Regions from separate parts of the Mus musculus genome. Here all the other regions are linked to region 1. The links are chromatin contacts, called in public ChIA-PET, HiCAR-type and promoter capture Hi-C maps. All regions are on one chromosome and are shown on one strand. Each heading gives the region's core, a stretch centred on a gene start, on an enhancer-like site or on the middle of the called end of the contact. The rest is flanking DNA. Distances are from core to core; before and after follow the strand shown.

The links. Promoter capture Hi-C pulls out the DNA fragments that hold promoters and counts their contacts. ChIA-PET counts read pairs in DNA pulled down with a chosen protein or histone mark. HiCAR-type assays count read pairs that join an accessible place to other places.
Region 2: a promoter capture Hi-C map of fetal liver shows a contact between it and region 1, with 3 times the contacts expected there. The contact joins the enhancer-like site here to the promoter of Aggf1 in region 1. A contact is called at or near these places in 7 of 39 promoter capture datasets (HPC-7-derived erythroid cells, embryonic stem cells, fetal liver and 3 more), 5 of 484 Hi-C or Micro-C datasets (CD4 T cells, the G1E-ER4 cell line and embryonic stem cells), 2 of 115 datasets of contacts at active chromatin or transcription factors (embryonic stem cells and memory CD8 T cells) and 1 of 9 other capture datasets (liver).
Region 3: a HiCAR-type map of fibro-adipogenic progenitors shows a contact between it and region 1, with 4 times the contacts expected there. The contact joins the promoter of Tbca here to the promoter of Aggf1 in region 1. A contact is called at or near these places in 2 of 39 promoter capture datasets (the C10 cell line and pre-B cells), 3 of 484 Hi-C or Micro-C datasets (CD4 T cells, double positive thymocytes and erythroblasts) and 2 of 115 datasets of contacts at active chromatin or transcription factors (fibro-adipogenic progenitors and memory CD8 T cells).
Region 4: an RNA polymerase II ChIA-PET map of memory CD8 T cells shows a contact between it and region 1, with 29 read pairs. The contact joins the enhancer-like site here to the promoter of Aggf1 in region 1. A contact is called at or near these places in 3 of 39 promoter capture datasets (HPC-7-derived erythroid cells, embryonic stem cells and pre-B cells), 2 of 484 Hi-C or Micro-C datasets (the G1E-ER4 cell line and embryonic stem cells) and 1 of 115 datasets of contacts at active chromatin or transcription factors (memory CD8 T cells).

What each region holds. Positions count from the first base shown.
Region 1 is chr13:95,373,849-95,376,786 of GRCm38.p6, forward strand. Aggf1 (angiogenic factor with G patch and FHA domains 1) reads right to left here and starts at 1,509. Exons shown (of 14, transcript NM_025630.3): 1 at 998-1,509. The coding sequence starts at 1,210.
Region 2 is chr13:95,960,108-95,963,045 of GRCm38.p6, forward strand. Sv2c (synaptic vesicle glycoprotein 2c) reads right to left here. Exons shown (of 13, transcript NM_029210.1): 13 at 1-1,356. The coding sequence ends at 1,173. Among named protein-coding and RNA genes, the nearest start is that of Gm24032, 64 kb to the left of the region's middle. Within about 2 kb of position 1,379, at least 126 of the 459 cell types and tissues checked have an H3K27ac peak or open chromatin away from gene starts, as enhancers often do. A contact at or near this core is called in the G1E-ER4 cell line, fetal liver, hematopoietic stem and progenitor cells and 2 more, where this site is marked.
Region 3 is chr13:94,787,362-94,790,299 of GRCm38.p6, forward strand. Tbca (tubulin cofactor A) reads left to right here and starts at 1,559. Exons shown (of 4, transcript NM_009321.3): 1 at 1,559-1,641. The coding sequence starts at 1,589.
Region 4 is chr13:95,941,471-95,944,408 of GRCm38.p6, forward strand. No RefSeq gene overlaps it. Among named protein-coding and RNA genes, the nearest start is that of Gm24032, 46 kb to the left of the region's middle. Within about 2 kb of position 1,376, at least 58 of the 459 cell types and tissues checked have an H3K27ac peak or open chromatin away from gene starts, as enhancers often do. A contact at or near this core is called in memory CD8 T cells, where this site is marked.

The DNA of each region.
Region 1 (2,938 bases), core at 259-2,758:
ACAGGATGACAAAGTCTGATGACGTTTCAGTATCTAGACTAGAGATGTAGTTTTATAAGACACTAAATTATGGAGAAAACATTAGGTTAAAATTAAGTATCTGGAAATAACTTGTTAGGATAATATGCAACTGTTCAATGAACAAGGTAAAACTGTATTGTTTTTTAAGCATCACTGTCAAGCATCTGCCTCACTACAGATTATGAAAATGAAACACATTTCTAGTATCTGTAAGAAAGGCGGATGTACCTTCCTACAAGTGAACCCAAGAGGATAACTGAGGTCACCTTACACATGGAGTATGTTCAAGAGTGTAAAACTAAACTATGTTCCTGCTTTTAAACGTCACTGCTGTACACTATTATCACCCTGACTTTATAAACAGCAGGGAAACACGAGGTAGGAAATGGCATTCTAAGTTCTCAAAAGGGGATGGGTGGGTGTTGGCTCATGCCTGAAATCCCAGCCTAGGAGGGAGTCTGAGTTTGAGTCAAACTTGGGCTGCATTTTAAGACCTAAGCCAGGCTGACCTGCGTAGATTCTCAATTGAATCCCAAATGTGTGTGTTTGGGGGGCGAAGGGGGGGGGCGGTGGAGAAAAATGCAAGCCCACAACCTCAGCACTTGGGAAGTGTTGACATGGATCAAAAGTTGAACTTCAAGGTCATCCTCTGTTACACAGCAAGTTCAAGGCCCCAAATGGAGATTTCGTATCAACCAAAATAAGAATTAAAAACTCAACCAAACAAAACAAATAACAAAAAACTCTTAAACGTGACCCCCCCCCCCAAATAAATGCGCCCATTGCCAGTAGGACAGACGATCAAGACCATGTAGCCCATGCTGAAGTTCATTCTCGCCTGCCCTGAGACAACTGCCCAAACCAATTGGCTGGCACTGGCCAACTGGCTCCACAGGTCTTTGGGATTTTGACCAGCTCTGGGCTGTCATGACTTCCCAGGGTCCGTGGAGCAGGTCTGGCCCCGGCAGCCGCGTACCTGCGTGCGGAGCTCCTGGTTGTCGCTCTCGGCGTTGCGGTAGAGTCGCTCCGTGTGCTGCAGCAGCTTCTCCACCTCCCGCACCTGCCTCCGGCAGCTCCGCAGCTCGCGCTCCAACTTCTCCACCTTCCGCCTGAGCTGCGCCAGCTCCGGCTCCGGAGAGGCGGGCGGCGGCGGAGAAGGCGAAGGCGGCGAGGGCGCCTCGGAGGCCATGCGGCCGTGAGCGCCGAGCCCGCGGGGCGCGGACCGGGCTGCTTAGGACGACACCGGGGCCCACTGGCCCAGGGGCCACTGGAGCGCGCGGGCTGCGAGGGGCGGCCTCACGCTCGGACGACCGCAGCGGGCCCCGGCCATGTCGCCCCCGAAGACGGCGGCCGGGACTGCGAGCTTGGGGACGAAGCCGACTCTACCCGGGCCGCGCGGACACCCGCCCGGTGACAGTCTCCGGGAAGCCAGCGGACGGGAGAACTAAAGCGAACCCAGCGGAAGCCTCTAGTTCCGGGCTGAGCCGGAAACGCTAAGCCGGAGGAGGGCGGAGCCAAGACGGAAAAAGGAAGCGACGGAAAGCTAGAAGGGTCTGATCGCGCTGGTACACGGGGCTAGGAGCTGGGTACAAATTGGTGTTTATGTGCCCAAACAACGGCCTGTGTTTTTACTTCCGATTGTTTCCCTTGTATTGTAGTGTAGGAGTTTGAGTCCGATTGGTGAAATGTTTCCCCATTCAAAATCGAGGGTTCTTCCAATGTACAAGTATTCTTAGAAGTGCACTTTGTAAGTTCGCCTTATAATGGGAACTTTAACATTGAATTCTCTTCCCAGACTAAAGGGATTCACACGACATAGCTTTGTTAAGAGCATGTCCTTTACATAGCTTTGCAAGACCATCACTATCATCTGTCCCGTTCCTGTTACTGGAGGACTACTTATGAGCTCTCCTTTAGTCTGTTACCATAAAACAACCATATAATCGCGATGGTTCTGTAGGATGCCTTTTTTTTAAAAAAAAAAAAAATATGAATAAAAAAACCTTACTTTTATACATAGTCAGTATGTGACCCAGCAAAGCCACTCCTGACTCCCAGTCAACATATCACAGAGAGACTTGGCATATTAATTATAATAGCTAAGTTACAAAACCCGACAAGGTGACTAACAACAGTGTTGTGAATTAAGGAAGATATGGCATATATACGCAATGTATTTTTAAACGATAAATTAAAATAAAATTAAGTTATTTGTAGCAAAATGGTTTATATTTACAAATAGATATATCTGGAGATACGGAATTAAGCCAGTTCCAGAAAAGCAAATACCATGTGTTTTCTCTTACACATGGTTCCTAGGTTTTGTATAGATTTATAAAATCATTTATCTATATTATCTGATCTGCTAATAGCATAAATAGATAAGGATAAAGATAATTATTTTTATGACATGAGAGTAACAGCAACTGTGTAGGGGAAGAGAAGAGATTAGTAAGGGGGAGAAATGAGGCCAAGGTAAAGGAAAGAATATACTTAATGTAAAAAAAGTATGAAAATGCCCTTATGCGACACAGTACTGTGTACAGTGAATATATACGATGGGGCTTTTTAAAAGACTGAAGAGAAGTATTTATTTTCATTTTGTGAATTTTTCCAGTGTTCGGCTACAAAGGTTAAATAAAATCTTTACTCAAAAGTACAGAGTCACATGTGGTGATACAAGCCTGTGATTCAAGTACTCAGAAGACAGAGGCAGGTGAACTGACAGCCTGTGGCAGAGCAAGTCCCTGGCCTGCCAGAGCTGCAGAGCAAGAAAAGCTGAGGCAGGAGGATCCTGGGTTCTTGTCTGGCCTAGGCAACATAGCAATATGCTGTCCTGAAGAATAGCAACAATCTTAGTAAGAAACAAAGAGTTAGGCTTGGGTTTAGCTCAGTAGTAAAGCTTGTGTTAACATAA
Region 2 (2,938 bases), core at 129-2,628, 590 kb after region 1:
GTAAAAGGATGGGCCTGGGGGAGGGGCACCGGGCAAGAGACTCGAAGGTCCTTTAGCTGACAGCTGGCCCGTGGGAACGTCCTGCTGACCCCTCCCTCCTTCCATGCTCAGGAAGATTCCAGAGGTAAAACAGATATTCACCCACCAGGAAATGCTGTCCTGCCTGCCGGAGGGTTGCTGGGGAGAGCAGGCAGGCTCAAAAACTGTCCAGAGACAAGGCTAGGAGCCCACAGCCTGGGGACACTGGAGGGACATGACCTGATGTGGAGATTTGGGCTAAAAATGTAACAGTGGACAGTTGATCAAAGGAGGGTGGGTGGTGTTGACCCGCAAGGGACCGTACAAGAGAGGCTCCCGTCTGTGTTTCCCAAATGGCTTTGGTTGTGAATTCCAATTTCTATCTAAAAATCTGCCTTGTGCTGCTCAGGTAGGGTTTCGTTGCCAAGTGGGGATAGACTTTAAACTTTTCTTGTTAACAAAACCACCCTAATCATCCTGCCCAAAAGAGCCCCGCCCAGAAGTGCTTGGTGTCACACAATTGTCTTGAAACCCCCTGCTGTAACAGCTAGAGTGGCTGGCAGGCTGTCTTTTTTCTAAGAAAACAGGAAGTATCACTCGGTATGAGAAAAAGAAAGAAAGAAAGAAAGAAAGAAAGAAAGAAAGAAAGAAAGAAAGAAAGAAAGAAAGAAAGAAAGAAAGAAAGAAAGAAAGAAAGAAAGAAAGAAAGAAAGAGAGAGAAAGAAAGAGAGAAAGAAAAAAGAAGAAAAAGAAATCCCTTTCCTCAGCACAAAATTATGCCAATTTAAACTTCCTGTTAGTAGAGCGTCGCCAGCAGGGTCTATTTCTTACACCAGCACAGACTTTTTAGATTCTTGGTGAATGTAGTCCTTGGGGAAGCCTGGTCAACTGAGACATTTTAGGAACACTTCCACTGGGCACTGAGAAGCAGGAACATCACAGTTAGGAAAAGCTAACAGTGCACGGGGGGAGGGGGGGCGGGAAACCCTGCAAATCACACTGGCGGGGTAAGACAATACGCAGCTACACGTTACATCACAGCAAAAGTTTGTGTTCTGATACTTGGCCACCTTTCTATACATTAAAACTCTGAAGCTTTGAGTCAGGCAATACGACCGACCCACGGTGGGAGGAAGGGAATGGCTTTTGTCACGTCACATCAGAACCTGGGTTCGTGTGTCGGGCAGGCGCAGCCCCACGAGTCCTCCACACACGAGCACAGTGGAAGCCAGCAGGATGGGGATGGCTTTGGTGATGCTGACCAAGGAGCCGAAGATTAAGTTTCCCAGGACGGCCGCCGCTTTACAGAGGGCGTTCAAGAAGCCGAAGCCCGTTGCTCTGCAAGGGACAGAAACACAGTCAAGGTTTAGAAAATGATGCTCGGGAGTCCAGCTTTAAACTTACACGTTCTGCGCAGTCACCCTGATGGTCTTTACGTGGTTTGTGCCGTATGTTAGTGAAGCAGATAATTAAAATGCTTGTTAGCAAACGCGGAGGCAGAGAAGCCAGCTGTCACTGCTGCGGCCGGTCTCCTGATGACGTACGTACGACTCTACTGACTCTTATTTTGGTACAGAAGAAGAAAAAAAAGCTCTTTCTTGGTCCAATGTGTTGGAAGGATGGTTCTACTAAGTAAAAGTTAATTTCACTCCGTGTAAGTCCTCTCAGGATAAAAGCAGGCTTAAAGCCTCTTTCCGTAGGAGTCAGCTAGCCTCTGCTTAGCTTGGGAGAAGCTGGGCCACCTCCTCTGTCCAGGGAGTGGGACTGGGCGATCTAGCAGGCTCTCAAGTCTTTACAAAAGTGACTTGTTATTTGTTTTATAAGTGTCCAGAATCTTGGTGACACCTCTTAAATAGAGGAAATAAGGAAATTCAAATTTTGTTCCAGTATAAAATACAACTGCCGTCTGTCAGACACTATCAGCCTGCTTCTCAGCGACTCAGCACCTGTAGTTTACTTACGTCAGCATCCAGTGCTGTGCATTTCGACCATAGCTAAGAGTTCCCACCACCGCTAAGAGTTGCTATGCAACACAGACCCTTTAAAGGGCATCTGTCAACATCACGGTGTGTGTGTGTTCTCTCTCTCTCTCCCTCTCTCTCTCTTTCTCTCTCTCATTTTGTCCCTCTCGTTTTAACTGTCTCTCAGTCTGTCTGTCTCATGTCCCCACTCTGAGACTGTTTTTGCTACCCCACCCCCAAACCTCTTGCTTTAGGTTTGTTGCACAGGGTGATCTCTTAACAGCACACCCGGACCCACCCAGGTCCCTTCCAATGCTTTACCCTATTGATAGTGATTTGGCAATGGGTTTCTTTAGGATTATTTTATTTTCATTTTCCTCTTATTAGTTATCTAAATGAATATTCCTAGATTTTATTTTTATACTCATTTATTCATCTAGTGTGTATGTGGAGATCAGAGACCTTGCAGGAATCAGTTAGCACTTAACTTACAATCCTCCTGTCTCAGCTTCTTGAGAACTATGATTATAGGGTATTTGCTGCCAGGTCAGTATAATGTGCTCAATTTTAAAAACATTTATTTATTTATTTATTTACTTACTTACTTACTTACTTATTTCTTTATTTATATGAATACACTATTGCTGTCTTCAGACACACCAGAAGAGGACATCAGATCCCCTTACAGATGGCTGTGAATTCATTGAACTCAGGTTGTCTGGAAGGACAGTCAGTGCTCTTAACCACTGAGCCATCGCTCCAGTCCGTGCTTGATTTTTAAACAATTAAAGTCAACTGAATTTTCAAGAGGTGTGTCCTCCTCTTAGGTACCAAGTATGTTTTTGCTAGTGGGTGGAGAACAAATGCAGCCTGAGCACGCCTGATCTGGAACCTGTGGGACCTTAGCTGTTTCAGGTTAGAATTTGGAGTGTGTGCACAGCCATTCCTAGTTGAATACT
Region 3 (2,938 bases), core at 309-2,808, 590 kb before region 1:
TTGGGAGTCTTTCCGTGGGAGCTAGGTTTTGAGACTGGATTTATACCTGGAGCTCTGCTCTGACAAGACTGAAGGATGTTCCAGAGCCAGCCATGAAGATGAGAACTGAACTAAGGGTCAGGAGAGGCCAAGAGCATCAAGTGAAGAACAGAACCAAGAAATGAGGACGCAATGGAGGCCATGCCTCAATTCCTTGGGGGTTGTAGGGGTGCTTCAACAGGAAGAGACTCTAGAACACAGTTCAGGGTGCCTTGTTCTATGCAAATTGTATCTTGGAAAATATGGTGGAGTCAAAAGTTGTCCCATGTCTGCTGTGTTTAGGCATTGTGCTGAATGCCACCCTCTATACACCTGTCACGTGACGTGGGCATTATTTCTTAGGGCTCTTCAAGGAGGTTGAGTGCCGGGGTCCTGTGTTCGCTAAAGGATAGAACTCCACATGTGAGATAGGTGGCTAGTCATTTGCTCTCAAATGACTGAGTCCATTAAGTGTGTAGCAAGAAAAAGGAGATGAACAAATAAATAGCAGGGAGCGGATAGATGACACCATCGAAACAGGTTCTTACAACACCCTGCACAAAGCACTGGAGAAGTCCCTCGGAGTCCCCCAGTCAGAGATTCTCTCTGTGGATGGGATTCTGCCATTTTGTTGCCAGTGTAGGCATACTTTTACACAACTTAAAAAACAAAAACCAAGCGTTTATTTCATACACTTCTGTGTATATTTGCAAGCCACAGTGAACTTGCAGAGGTCAAAGGACAACTTGCGAGAGCTGGTTCTTACACTCTACCACTTTTGAGTCCTGCAGATTGGTCTCAGGCCATCAGGCTAGGAGGAAAGGGCTGCTCCCCTCTAGGCCAAGAAGGTGCAATGCTGTACTGTTTTCTCCCTGTCTCAGGGGTAGGGGGCCAGCATGTCTCAGGACGGGGAGTCTTGCTGGACACTTGAAACAAACTTGCTAAAATTTAGGACAAGAGGAACCTCCTTACTCCCAGAGTCCTCTCTCCATAAACTCAAACATCACAAGACAATTTACATAAGTAACACTCTGGAAAGGGAAGGGACTATATGGAGAAAGGGAACCGGAAGAGGGGGCATGGATTGGAATGTAAAAAAAAAAATTAAATTAAAATTAAAAATTTCTTTTGACTGTCTGCATTATGGTATTTTATTTCATCAAACACAGATCTCTTTCTCCATTTGACAACAGACAGTGAAAACAAAAATTATCCTTGTTAATAGTTTCTAAGTCACACTGTCCATTAAGCAGCTAATCCTGTTCACTTTCTCAGGAACAGAAAGTTTCTTAACTCAGGCTATGGAGACTGAGAAAATAAAAGTGCAGCTTGTGTACAAATCCTGTCCAAGCACCAGGGAGAAGCAGCTGGTATAGGGCTTTGAGAGTCTCCAGCTCTAGGTACCAGCAGTCTAGATGCAAGGATTCCAGGTAAGAGTCGGGAGGCGAGGCGGGGTCGGGCTCTCCAGGTACGCATGCGCGCACTCTGGGCTCCACGCCCACTCCACCGCCCCTTCTGCGCCGGCGCGCCGCGCAGCCCCGCCTCTCCTTCCTGCGGCGCCTTAGGGACCATGGCCGATCCTCGCGTGAGGCAGATCAAGATCAAGACCGGAGTAGTGAGGCGGTAAGGAACGGCCGGCGGCTCCGCGGCTGACGCTCGCTCTTCCCTTCTCACCGCCGGGGAAGCCGGGCGGAGCGTAGGCCCGATGCGGGCGCGGCTTCCAGGCCTCGGCGGGCGGGATGCGAGGGGCCCGCACACGCCTAGGCTGGCGCTGGCAGGGAGCCGCCCTCGGCGCTGGCCCTGCCGCCCTCCGTGCAGGGCTCGGCGCGACCTCGGCGCTGGCCTGGCCGCCTTCCGTGCGAGGCTCGGAGGCGTCCTCCGCGCTCGTAGGCCGGGAGGAGGAGGAAGAGGAGGGCGACCTGTGCCTGGAGGGCCTCGGCCTGTGCGTGCGGGGCGCCGGCTCCCTGAACTTTGCAGTAGGGAGGCGGAGTCCGCCCTGGCCTGGCCTCAGGTGGACTGGACAGCGCTCAAGTTTAAGGGACGCTGAGATCATGGGCCTCACTCAGAATACACAATGGCGGGGCCCTGGCCTCTGACATGGCTCACTTCCAGAGTTTGGGAACTGGGGCTTGAACGTGAGCACCTCTGCAAACTTCTTCCCCGAAGCTCGCCCCGGAGCTGTGGGCTGCTGCCTCCCAGGAATAGGCCAGGCCAGTCTTGTGACTTGCCTTGACTCCCGACTGTACATATTGCAGTGCTCATTAGAACTAGTTTTGTTCAGACCCAAGCTGATCATACCGAAACATTCCAAGGGAAAAGATACACAGCCTCCTTACGAAGCAGATCGTTCTGCAGGGGAAATAGCTTTTTTTCCTGTTGCTCCATCTCTCCACCGTTTATTGATATTCCATCAGAGGGAGGTCAACCCATAGAGGAGAGAATCACTTTTAGAGATACTGCCCGAGTTTTAGTACTTCGAACGGTACTTTGGAAGCTTTTATTACAAAGGCAGCTAGGGTATGGTAGGGGGGCGGGGCGGGGGTGAAGGTGGGGGGGATAGACAGTCGGTTCTGAATTGTGCCTGACTTCAAATCTGGTTTTATGTATTCTGGAACATATTTCATCGTTGTACTGTGCCTCTTCTTACTGAATTTGGAAGATAGAGTCCAAATTCTCCCTGAATTCAGTTTTTGGAAGAAATACCTGCTACATTTTTGATACAGTGTGATTCAAATAAATAAGATACACCATATAGGTTTTGCTCAGTACATGTTTATGAGTGCAGTTTTCAGAATGTGGCTGAAGTCACACTTCAGGTTAGTAGCAGAGCAAGCAAATGAAACAAGGATCCTGGCTCCAGCTGGGATGCGGTGATAGAGCATTAGACTGTGTGATAACACAGGAGGGGAATATGAGATCT
Region 4 (2,938 bases), core at 126-2,625, 570 kb after region 1:
ACAGTCACACACACACACAGTCACACACAGTCACACAGTCACACACACACACACACACACACACACACACACACACACAAGCACACACAGAGAAAAAGAGAGAGAGAGAAAGAGAGAGAGAGAGAGAGAGAGAGAGAAGCTCGACAGGAATTCCATGTTGTATGTGACCCTGGGAAGAAAGGGAAATTATTTCTCATCCTTGGGGATTCTCATATCCCTGCTTCCTGCCTCTTCTCTCTTCTGTCTCTGCTTTCTTTGGGGAATGAAGGTCTGTAGTTTGTAAAGCTACGGTGAATATGGTGAAACTCCTCCAGTTTCGCTTGTTTTCACTGCTTTATAATTTCAAATTGTGTTTACTGTGCTGGGAATCAAACCTAAGGCCTTGCTCATGCTGGGTGAATCTCTATCACGGAGTGGCTCCCATCCCATCCCACCCCATTCCATCCCTTCATTTGCTTTTCTTCCAGTTGGAGGTCTAATCACTGAGCACTGTTAGCTTTGCTGCAGTTAACACCTCTGCCTTGTTGGTCAAGATGATAAATGTTGCTTAAGTTAAATTTCAGGAACTTGGAAGGAACTTGGCCAAATGGAAACCACAGGTCCTTCAAGTTCCCTAACAAGTGTCTAATGGGTGACCTTCTGACATCAGAGGGCCCAAACTACATGCTCAGAACATGTAATGGCATTTTCTATGGAGAGCCGAACAGCACGTATGTGCAGAGTGCTGGTCCTTTATTTTACTCTGGTCATCTTTCCCTGTACATCACGCCAGCCTACATCTTTATTCTATGGGGTCTCTTGCCTTGTTGCAGACCTGAGGCCAGCTCTACTGTCTCCGTAGCATTGGCTGCTGTTTGGAAGCTCATCGTTTCAGAGATCAGCATACTGTGCAAAACCAGTTCAATAATAATGGAGGAGGCAGAGCATCTTCCTGTGTTACAGATTTTTTTTTCTTATTATTCTTTCCTCTAGTAGCTGCAGGGTCCTAGAAGAAAATCTCTCTCTCTCTCTCTCTCTCTCTCTCTCTCTCTCTCTCTCTCTCTCTCTCTCTCTCTCTCTCTCACACACACACACACACACACACACACACGCACACGCACACACACACACACACACAAAATGGAATAGGGGAAATGATAACTTAGGACACTTAGATTTGTGGCTGTTCAGCTCTTGCAGCATTTTAATCAGGCAGCTCTCAGAGCAGCCTGTGAGGAGGAGGGATTCACCAGCGGGAGCCTGGTGTCTGATCAGGGACAGACCTCAAGGCTCTCACAATGCTGTCAACAAGAAGCTGCTTTCAGCTGTGTGTGTGGGACCTCCCTTACTTGTACCTACTTAAAGCAAGTCCCCAGCTGAACCCATGGGGGTTCTTGTGGTATGCGGGTTGTGGCACATGCCTCCAGTCCCAAACTCAGGAAGCTAAAGCAAGAGGACTTCTGTTTGAGGCCAGCTTTGGCTACATTTGATCTTGTCTTAGAAATCAAGGACTGGGGATGTTTCTCAGTGATAAGAATGTCTAGCAAGCCCCTGGGTTCAGTCCCCAGCATTGAGGGCTGTTGTAGCTACCAAAATAAAGGCTAAAAGCATGTGTGTATTTTTGTGTGTTCTTGTTGGAAGTCAAGACTTTGGCGGATTTGTTGGTTTGTTTAGACAGGGTTCTTGTTCTATAGTCCATGCTGGCCTACTATTTCCTACGTGTGCTCAGGGCAGCCTTCCAGGATAGGCAGTCCTTCTGCTCCAGCCTCCCAAGTGCTAGTTATGTGTGAGCTGCCATGCCTAGCTCTAAAAGTTTAGTGGTACATAGAGTCAAACTCTCATGTTCGGTCTCCTCTGGAACAGCTAGGTATTGGATTAAGTGTGTCAGGGAGACACAATTGAGTTGGTGTGGCATTTTTGACACAGTGCCCCCTGTTCTGGATGCCACAGGAAGTCAGCCACAGAGCAGGCAGATGAGACAGGAAGGTAGGCACTCCAGATCTTCCTGCAGGCCAGAGGCACTCACTCTGTAGAGGTCTGGAGTGTTATATCTAATGTCTCGTGGTGGAGTCCCTCTAGGAAGGCAGCTGTGTCACCCAAAGTGGGCATGCAACGGTCCCTCCCCTTGCCTCCATCAGGACAATTCCAGAACTCTCTCCATCCTCACAGAGCCTCCCACTACCACACACTAGAGATTTCTTCCTGCCATGTCCTTCTGTCTTCTTAGGCAGCTATTCCAAGAGCACTCATCAACAGACAGCTAAAATCTCTCTTAATCTGTTTCTAGGGAAACCTGACCTGAGAAGGAAGCATGGTAGAAGGGCCTTGTAGGTTAAAGGGGCAGTATAATTGTTGCCTGGCAGCGCGTTGCCTCTAGTTGATTTCTGTGTACTCGGATATGGAAGGGAAGGAGGCAGTTGCAGGAATCAGACCCGAGATGGCCGTGAATGTGTATACCAGGAGTCTTTTCATTCTTTGCCTATTCACACAACAGATATGAATCCCGTGGCTGCTGTGTGTAAGGCATGGTCCAAGGCACCTTACTACAAATGCAGACCCAGTGGGATGTGGCTTAATCTCTTTCCTCTGAGATGGATGTGAGGGGAAGTGAAATTATAACCATCACTAAACAGGACCACAGTGACTGTCACACAGTGGGTGCTGGGCTTGTAACTCTTTTCTCTTCCCTCTTCCGCTCCTATGGTAGCATAGCAGGGGACTCAATGAGGCATAGGCACCAACTCATCATCAGGATCACACCGAATGATTCCCTGGGGTTACTGCTGCTAGAGTGTTGGATCTAGAGCAAATTGCTGAAATTTCAAAAAATTTGCAATGGGGTTTAATCACAACCATTGTTAAAAGTTAACTCATGGCCTGGCGAGATGGCTCAGGGGGTAAGAGCACTGACTGCTCTTCTGAAGGTGCTGAGTTCAAATCCTAGCAACCACATGGTGGC